Linked DNA regions of Mus musculus: regions 1 and 3 are each linked to region 2. Evidence: chromatin contacts called from public Hi-C and promoter capture Hi-C data. All regions are on one chromosome and are shown on one strand. The core of a region is the stretch at or near the end of the contact, and the rest is flanking DNA. Distances in the headings are between cores, read along the strand shown.

Region 1 (3,129 bases), core at 53-2,552, 300 kb after region 2:
CCAATTGATCACACAACTTACATCATGGGTAGCAAAACAATGGAGAGAATTTGAGTGGACTTTTTGTCTTTATGTTATATTACAATCCTTAAGAACGTACCTTTTGTTTTGTAACCTTCCAATAATATTTTTAGGTGAATATTTAAGGCCCCCCTTACAGATGAGGAAATGTCACAGAAATAATGGTTGCCTTGCTTAATGAATAATAGAAGCAGATCTTTGATTTTATTTTCTTCCACATTACATGGAAACACCTAGGACTTTGTAACATCAAAACTTCTCCAGGAAAACATGCATTCTGAAGGGAAAGATTAAGAATTGGTTACTATTTGCTAATGGAAACTTCAAGTAGAAACATGTTGAAAATACAGTGTGATGAGACAATTTATCAGACTAAATTATGAGAAAAAGCAGTATCTAACATTTACACAGCTAGAAGCTCCTATGAGAAAATCAGAGAAGGCGAGGAGGAAGCCCAGAATGGAAACTCAACTTCCAGGGAGAGGAAGTGGTCAGTAGAGGGCATGTGCTGAAAAGTGATGGCAAGAGAAGCCTTTAATGTGTTTGCAGTTTGGTGACAGAGCTCATTTCCTGACTAACAAGGAGACTTGGTGAATAAGAGGAAGCAAGAATACAAATGCAGAAGGACAGTGTGACACGAATAAACTTAATAGTGTTCCACTTCCTCCCAACATTAACCGTGGCAATAGAGGATGTATCATCAAAACTTCTCCAGGAAAACATGCATTCTGAAGGGAAAGATTAAGAATTGGTTACTATTTGCTAATGGAAACTTCAAGTAGAAACATGTTGAAAATACAGTGTGATGAGACAATTTATCAGACTAAATTATGAGAAAAAGCAGTATCTAACATTTACACAGCTAGAAGCTCCTATGAGAAAATCAGAGAAGGCGAGGAGGAAGCCCAGAATGGAAACTCAACTTCCAGGGAGAGGAAGTGGTCAGTAGAGGGCATGTGCTGAAAAGTGATGGCAAGAGAAGCCTTTAATGTGTTTGCAGTTTGGTGACAGAGCTCATTTCCTGACTAACAAGGAGACTTGGTGAATAAGAGGAAGCAAGAATACAAATGCAGAAGGACAGTGTGACACGAATAAACTTAATAGTGTTCCACTTCCTCCCAACATTAACCGTGGCAATAGAGGATGTATCATTTTGTGTGTGTGTGTGTGTGTGTGTGTGTGTGTGTGTGTGTGTGTGTGTATCAAAAAGAACTGGAAGCAGAGGCTCAACCAGATACTTGCACAACAATGTGTAGGTCAGCACCCTCCATAACCCCCCAAGGGAAGAAACAACCCACTGTCCCCTGACAGATGAACAAAATGTGGCATATTCACACAGCAGAACTCTGGCCAAACTTGAGAAAAGAAGGTAACTTGGACAGAGGCTAGACACTTATGAACCTAAATGAAATAAACCAGACACAGGAGAGCAAAGACCATGTGAGTCCATTTATGTATAGTACCTAGAATAGTCAAGTCCTGGAAATAGAATAGTGGTTGCTAGGGAGCACAGGGAGGGCAGGTTGTTGTTCAGTGTTCATAGATGAGAAAGTCCTGAAGGCTAAGAGCTAAAGGTTCCAAAAATGTGGATGCACTTGATGGCTTCAGAAGGTACAGATAACATGCTAAAATGGTGAAATCTATGTTACATTTGATACAAACATAGAAGAAAGACACGAGGAAACAGTGTTGGTAATTACCTCAAAAAATTCAGATGAAGAAAAAGAGAGCAGTAGGCTGGATTAGTTAGCCAGAGCAAAAGTTGGGAAGCTGGCAAAACCTCAAGCATAGTCACCAAAATAAATGCACAGAAGCATAAATGCTCATCTTCTAGACAGAAGAGACAGAGTACTGATGTCAGGAAAGAGACGTAACTTCTGTGGTCCACCCATTATCTAAAATGGTAATATTTCAAGATTTTCTCACAGTAGAAGCATGAGAACAATTGGCACCAAACCCTACTTATGCCAGTGAGTGTTTTCTGTGTCCTTACCATGAACATTAATTACATCACCATGAGATCTATTTTCTTCTTGAATTGCCAAGAGTGTTCGCCTTTTCCTTTTGAGGGAGTCCTTCATGGCTTCTCTTGGTACATTAAAGTGGGTAGAGCATCACTATTCTAGAATGTTGGGGTCGTTATCAAGTAAAACAGGGTTACTTGAGTACAGGTCCTAAGACAGTGTGGCAGGGCTACTAAGAACCAAAGTAGATAATAATTGACTGTGGGTAGGTAGTGCGCACAATGTGGGTCCACTAGGCACATAGAGGGAGTCTGGCATGGGATTTCATCATGCACAGAATTCTGGCAACTTAAAATTATATATCTGTTTTAGTTAGGGTTTTATGCTGTAAAGAGACACCATGACCATGGCAACTCTTGTAAAGGAAAACATTTGGTTGGGACTGGCTTATAGTTCAGAGGTTTACAGTCCATTATTTTCATGGTGGGAAGCATCGCAGCATGCAAGCAGACAGACATGATGCTAGAGAAGAAGCTGAGAGTTCTACATCTTGATCCACAGGCAACAGGAGACTGTGTGCCACACTAAGTATAGCTTGAGCATAGGAGATATCAAAGCCCACCCCCACAGTGACACACTTCCTCTAACAAGGCCACACATAATCCTCATAGTGTCACTCCCTATCACTAAGCATTCAAACACATGAGTTCATAGGGCCATACCTATTTAAACCATCACAATGTATCATTTCCATAGTTTTCCACATAATGTTTTTGAATTGTGGCTAGACACTTGTAATTGAAACTTTAGTCAGAGAACCCATAGATGAGGGGACACTACTATATCCACAGGTGCTGAGGAGGTAAGACTGGGCCTATAGGCCTAAATGATTCTGATGTTATATTCACAAAATCATGATACAAAAACAAAATCACCTAACTAATAATGAATCTCAGCAGTGGCATTTCCTCGGGGGACTATTCTGTCTGTATTTCACTAATGAATTCAAATCAAATTTTATGTGATGTCACTTGGGTTTATTACTGTTTGTATCTTTTGTTTTTGTTTTCTTTGTGTGATATTTCACGACAGGAAAGGGTCTTAGTTTGTTTCAGTTATTTTACTTCTTGTCAATTTATGTTAA
Region 2 (3,141 bases), core at 127-2,626:
AAGTATTTAATCTTTCCAGATAAAAGAAAATACAACTATGCTAAATTTTACTATCCCTTCATAGAAAGCACTTAAAAGTTTTTGTTTAGTTGTCTTGTTTTAAAATCATCTCTGTCAAAGGTAGAGTTATTTCTACATTTAACGTTCTTAGGTTCAAACATTTGACAAGCACTGCACCATCTACCAAGGTATCAGCATTTCAATTAACAAAGGCTGCAAGAGTCTATGTTGACACAGGACAAAGAGCAGATAGACTATCTAGTTAATCAACTACCCAGTAATCTCTACAAACAAGTGTGTTGCACCTGCTTTAACATTTATCCTCCAAGGAACACAGAAATAACAGGAAATGTAACAAATCTTTTAGCAAGCTTTCTCTCCTCTTCCCTATTCCTCTGTAAACTACTAAGGCTCTTCAAGGCCTCTTCCTGCTCAGCCATCCTCAGGTCTGACATTCCCTCACCATATCCCATTCTTAGCTCTTGTATTTAAAGTCTATTTTTATCCCTTCTCTGTTGTCCATCTTCAGTGGTCTTCACATATCTCAGGGCAGCTCACTCATTGAGTTTCAGTTCCAGTTTCAAGGTTTGTGTGTGTGTGTGTGTGTGTGTGTGTGTGTGTGTGTGTGTGTGTGTGTGAGAGAGAGAGAGAGAGAGAGAGAGACTGTGTTCACTTCTCAAGGAATTCACATCAGTAGTATCCACTGTCTTCTTGTGTTTCTCCACTTAAATTTCCTTTAGGTGACATTTTGTTGTTGTTATGGCTAAAGAGAATGAAGTCAAGGTTAGAAGGATTGGTCGCAAGAATCAGTAACTACAGGGCCACCAATGGAGCAAAGGTTTATAGGGAAGATGTCTGGTACTTTTAAAATTTTTATGAAGGAAGAGTCGGAATAAGATATTAAATTTGTCTTAGCAAACACAGGTTCTTTTCCTTCAGCGTTAGACTGTTATTTAACCTCTTTCTCATTCATTGGCTTCCTCTCCGGTGCTGTAATTTTCTCTCATTATTTACATAGGATGACTGCATATTTACTCTAGATGGGAAAGAAAATATATATTGAAAGACCTTTGTCATTGAACTAGCAACGAGGCTTTAATCTACTAAGAATAGTCTTTTAGTGCCCTAAATCTTTTTATCTTTCTGTGAATTACCACTTGGTGTGCCAAGGCCAAACATCAAAGGGGCCACAGACTTACCCAACAGTTAAGTGGGCTAGCTGCTTTGGGTGTTTCTGCTAATTGGTTGATAAAAGCCTCTCCAGAGCCAGAACTTCTGAGTGATCAGATGATAGAAGGCAGTGTGTACAGGAAGTCTCAGAAATTCCCATCCCCCTGCCCTTCCCCCACACCACTGTGCTGCTGTTGCCTCTGAAGCTGGACTGGAATGATGTGTGTCCCATGATTTCACATATTTGGCAGCACCTTGACAGGGTTGGCTTGCCTGCCTGCTTGCTTGTTTTGCTAAAGTTTGCTCTTCAGGATAAAACCTCACAAAGATCAATTTATGAGGGCTGAGAAGATTTATGTCCCTGGGTTCAGAAAATTGTTACCCGATCTGTATCATCCCTTCTGAAGATGCTAAAAAGAAAAGCTTTTTCCATGAGGACCAGTGCCTGTCCAAGCAGCTACCCTTCTTATTCATTCTTTATTGAACTTGCTTTGTGCCTTGATTTATGCCTGAAAATCAAAATCACAGTGCTTACTGTGTTAATAAAAGTCACCATAGCTGTTCCCAGGATCATCCTACTCCTATACAAACAATTCAAAGTAGATACATGCTGCAAATACCTCAGAAGCCACCTCAGAAGACTGAGACATACAACACACCACATCATAGCAAGAAAAAATAATTGCTGACACACGGAAAAATGCAGACTGACCTCAAAATCGTTATGCTGAGTGCATGAAATCTTACCTCAAAATACAGATTGTGTGATTCTCCTCACAGAGAATTCTAGTAATTGAAAATACAAAGAAATCAGAAAAGCATTTTCCACCCTGAATGAAAGTGGGCATTAATTAACCATGAAAAGAAAGGGGGCAGTTTCTGAGACCATTACAATATGGATGTTAATTAGGGCACATTCATTTGTTGTGACAGAACTTAATTCTGTGCATTCACAAGTATTTAAAACAAGTAAATAAAAATGTTTATTTTACTTACTTTAGTAAATAAAGGGCAGAGTAGGGTGGGGTGGGGCTATGGGAGGGTCTGAAGCATCCTATACACACTAAATCTAAATATTTAATTAATGATATACACAAAAGTATACAGAAAAGTTTTATTACTTTTGAAATGTATCACAAAATAAAATGTATTGAATTGATAATGTAGAAGAATAGGATGTATGTGTGTATGTGTGTGTGTTTGTGTGTGTATGTGTGTGTATGTGTGCATGAGTGCACATATGTACAGTAAATGAAATTAAATGCTAATGACAAATAAGTTTTCTGGTAGTTTTATACTGTAAAATAGTCTCATCATTGTGGCATGTTTGAAGGATTTGATAAAATAATAATGAGAAAATATGAGCACAGTTCTTGTTCTGGCTCATTTATAATTATTGAATCTTATTATATTTCCTAGAATTTGGGTTCATATAATACTTTTTGGCTTATAATAAGTTTATAATGAAAACACTTCCCCCATATCTCAGGAAAACAAGGAATATAGAAGTGGAAGTCTGTAGTGGAGAGATAGTTCAGTTGGAAAAGAGCTTGCCATCTACTTACAAGGACTCATGTTCTGATCTGCTTCACCCACACAAAAGCCTGGTACTGAGGTGATATTTGCAGCCTCAGCACTGCGTATGGGGATGTGCACGGACATAGGCCTATTCTCTATGCTCATTGGCCAGCCAGACCAGAGCTCTAGTTTAGAGCTAATTTCTTTTCTTTCTTACCTTTTTTTTTTTTAATTTCATCTCACTTTCTCTGCCTTTATACGTCCCAGAACACAAACCAAGAAATGGTGTTGACCACAATAACAAGTTTTCCTACATCAATCACTACAACCAAGAGAGTCCCCTAGAGACTGAAGCAAACTTTGTCTACCTGAACCCTCTAAAATTGACTTCCCAGGAGACTCTAGATTATGGCTGCTTGACAATGTAAACTGTCAAAGACCTTGTCTGAAAAA
Region 3 (3,261 bases), core at 420-2,919, 440 kb after region 2:
AAGTTTCTACTTTACTGGAATGCAAGCATGTGCTAATTCTTTACATATAGGCAAATTTTAATATAATTCTTATGACTTGGACACAGAGTATTATTTGAAAGCCACATAGAAGAAACAAGAATATATAGATTGGTATTTTAGTGAGTTTAATGAATTTAGTATTATATTAAAGCAAAAGTCCCCAGCTATTGATGGTTCTCCACTTAAGCTCTTTTACTCGTCTTCCAGAGGACCCATGTGACTCACAACTGCCTGCCAATCCAAGTCCAAGGGATTCTAGTGCCCTTTTATAGCCTCTGTGGGCTCTACATTCATGTGTGCAAACCCACACATGGACACTTAATTAAAAATAAAAGGCTTTATATTCACTAAGATTAAAAACGCAGCAACTCTTTATCTTGGTGTGTGTGTGTGTGTGTGTGTGTGTGTGTGTGTGTGTGTGTGTTTCTGGGATCCAACAAATGCTTTTAACAGGAAAAGCTTATCAGTCAATTCCTTTTAGTTTGTATTTTTGTAGAGGATACATTGCCACTTCTTGTCTAATACTTTAATATCGTTAAAAAATTAAAGACATTTTAAAAGAATACAATTTTTAAATCATAGATTAGCTATATAATATCTCTTCAAAGTATATTCAAGCTTCTTTTAAATATTTAATACTATTTCCCTGTCAGTTATTAATTTTTATAATTAATTTAAGTTTGTCCAAAACAAAAGTTTTTAACTTGTAAATTATTTTAATATAAGGTAATTACCAACTTTGGCTTGACTACTCATTTCCTACTATTTCACAAATTTTTCATTTAAATTAATGTTTAAATTTCTCTTATTTTGAAAGAGTAATAAAATATCTGTAGAGTTATAGGCTTTAACATGTTGATGACTTTAATGCTGTACCTGAATTATTGTTCTTTTGAATTTATGCAGCATTTCGTAGAGTGACAGAAACCCTGAAATGGACTTAATACATGTTGGTCATTCCTACACACTCATAGTTGACCTTTAAAGATATGTAGTTAAATGACAAATGTATACATGTACACAATATAATGATGTATATTTCATACCCAGTGTGAATAATAATATAGGTATGTTGTACTTTCTGAACTAAAAGATGATGATGCCCACATTATAATTTAAAAAAAAATACCCATTGGATCTTAACAGAAATCCTGAAAGATATTTAAATAAATAAGCAGATTCTCTGGGGTTTTTGTTCGTTTGTTTGGTTGGTTTGTTTTAGAAAAATAAATCAAAATTTATGTGTGATTTAAGTGATTATAAATATAAAATTTATATTTTATATTAAAATGTGATTATAAATATAACTTAACTATGATTGATCAATGAGGTTCACCAGAGTTTTAAACTTAGGAAACTTAATTCATTTCATGGAAGTACAAGCAGTTTCTTTTTATTTTTTTTCTTGTATTCTTTTTAGAATAAATATTAGAGCCATAATCAAATTACTGATTATCAAGAATACTTTTTTATTTTGATTGATTGATTGATTGATTGATTGGCAAAGTTTCACTGCATAGCCCTAGTTTCTCTGGTACTCAGAATGTAAACATGGTAGGCTTTGCACTCAGAGATGTGCCTTCCTCTGTCCTCTGTCCTAGGGTGTAAGGATTAAACAGGTTAAAGGTGTTTGCCACCCCAGAGATTTCACCACCAGGAATGACTTTTAAGGCTAACATGTGATGATAAGCTTAATAGAAATGAAGTCCTTGGGACTTGTTGACATCCCAGAATATTAAGGTCAACTAAGTCCCTGGCCACCATTATGGTTATTTTTCCATTCCTGACTTTTAGTGTTATTCTCTAAATATTGCTGAGTTTGTTACACAGATGTGGTAAAAAACAAACATGCGCCCTCTAGAGGATCTCTTCTGAAAAGCTGTGCAATAACTGTCCAGCTTTAGAGTTCCAGCATTGACGTGATTTCCCCAGGACCCCCAACAGTCACCACCTTATGAGACATGGAAATCTTCCTATTGTTTTCAATTATATTTGTTACATTTTTAAAAATAAAGACTAAACAGTGGAACTACTTATATTAAATAGATTTGAGTGCTGTGTTATAAGCTGTTTTCTTTACACTAATTAGTATTTCTGTTTTAATTGCTGTTGATATTGTTTCATTTTCTGAATGTCTTTCTATGACAAGAAATAGTTCCAAAATTGCAAACTCCATCTTCTTTGTGCCTTGTTGATACTATCCTATTTATTTAACCAAAATATTTATCATTCCATATTCACATTTCTTTGGAAATTGGCAGCTTTTTCCTATTGACTAAAGTTTATAATTATCCTACAAAAGTTGTATGAGAGATAGAATTTATGATGTTTTGGTGAATATTGCAGTGGAAATGCTACATTTTATATTAAAAGCAACTTTTATCGGTTTCCTGTTACACTGTATAAATAGCCTACTTAATGTTCACAGAGTAAGACACACAGTAGTCTTTTTTGATTGAATCTGATTTTGTGTATGGCTTAGTGTAACTGATCATTTTAATTTAGGTTTAAGAAAATCAAACTACAGGAAATACTTTAAATTTTTGACCTACAAATTTTATTTCTACATATTCAAATTAGAAAATTATCCAAAATGCCTATTGTCATATTTCCTTTGCAAAAGTATTCATAATAAGAAAGCAATGGAAATAATCTCTAGATCCACTGAAGAGTCATCCATACTGTGTGCAGTGTTTGATAACTGAGGTGCAATCGGAAATGGTGACATTGACCTCATAGAGGAAAATGAAAATGTTGAAACTGTTAAGTAAGGCATTGCTTTCTGAAAATGATAACCAAGTTGTACCCTGATCACAGCCATGCAAAAGTCTGTGCAAACTGAAAACTGCACAAAAGGAAAATATAGTCAGAACATTGCTTGGATTTTTTTTTTAAATGTGTCTGTTTCTTAAGTTCTCACCCTGTTTTAAATTATGAGATTAAATATATTGAAAAAAGTTTTTAATCTTAATTTACCAATGTAGACTACATCTAAAAGTTCTGTCTTGTTTGAATGAGATTGGTAAACTCAGACTAAAGTTTCCTCGGCATTTCAGAAAAAGAAACAGACCAAATCTGTATTTAGCAGTCTGCAGATAGACCCTTCTGCTGTTTAGCAGTCTGCAGATAGACCCTTCTGCTGGTGGTGACTGTAAGAGCGACTGTGTTTTAAAGTTGGCTTCATTCAGTCTCCAACATTCCAGAGTACATCTAATATCTGCCAGACTTTTCTTGCAAGCC

What was found. Promoter capture Hi-C pulls out the DNA fragments that hold promoters and counts their contacts. Hi-C and Micro-C count contacts between places; a contact is called where the count stands out from the background.
Region 1: a contact with region 2 is called in a promoter capture Hi-C map of liver, with 3 times the contacts expected there. The contact joins two enhancer-like sites. A contact is called at or near these places in 7 of 39 promoter capture datasets (3T3-L1-derived adipocytes, the C10 cell line, cranial neural crest and 4 more) and 2 of 115 datasets of contacts at active chromatin or transcription factors (CD8 T cells and DN3 thymocytes).
Region 3: a Hi-C map of liver shows a contact between it and region 2, with 2.6 times the contacts expected there. The contact joins two enhancer-like sites. A contact is called at or near these places in 2 of 15 datasets of contacts at CTCF or cohesin (large pre-B cells and pro-B cells), 3 of 484 Hi-C or Micro-C datasets (embryonic stem cells and liver) and 1 of 115 datasets of contacts at active chromatin or transcription factors (liver).

The regions. Positions count from the first base shown.
Region 1 is chr3:60,468,294-60,471,422 of GRCm38.p6, forward strand. No RefSeq gene overlaps it. Among named protein-coding and RNA genes, the nearest start is that of Mbnl1, 31 kb to the right of the region's middle. Within about 2 kb of position 1,303, at least 51 of the 459 cell types and tissues checked have an H3K27ac peak or open chromatin away from gene starts, as enhancers often do. A contact at or near this core is called in liver, where this site is marked.
Region 2 is chr3:60,168,470-60,171,610 of GRCm38.p6, forward strand. No RefSeq gene overlaps it. Among named protein-coding and RNA genes, the nearest start is that of Gm24382, 42 kb to the left of the region's middle. Within about 2 kb of position 1,377, at least 35 of the 459 cell types and tissues checked have an H3K27ac peak or open chromatin away from gene starts, as enhancers often do. A contact at or near this core is called in liver, where this site is marked.
Region 3 is chr3:60,607,417-60,610,677 of GRCm38.p6, forward strand. All of the region lies in intron 4 of Mbnl1 (muscleblind like splicing factor 1), which reads left to right. Among named protein-coding and RNA genes, the nearest start is that of Mbnl1, 110 kb to the left of the region's middle. Within about 2 kb of position 1,670, at least 9 of the 459 cell types and tissues checked have an H3K27ac peak or open chromatin away from gene starts, as enhancers often do. A contact at or near this core is called in liver, where this site is marked.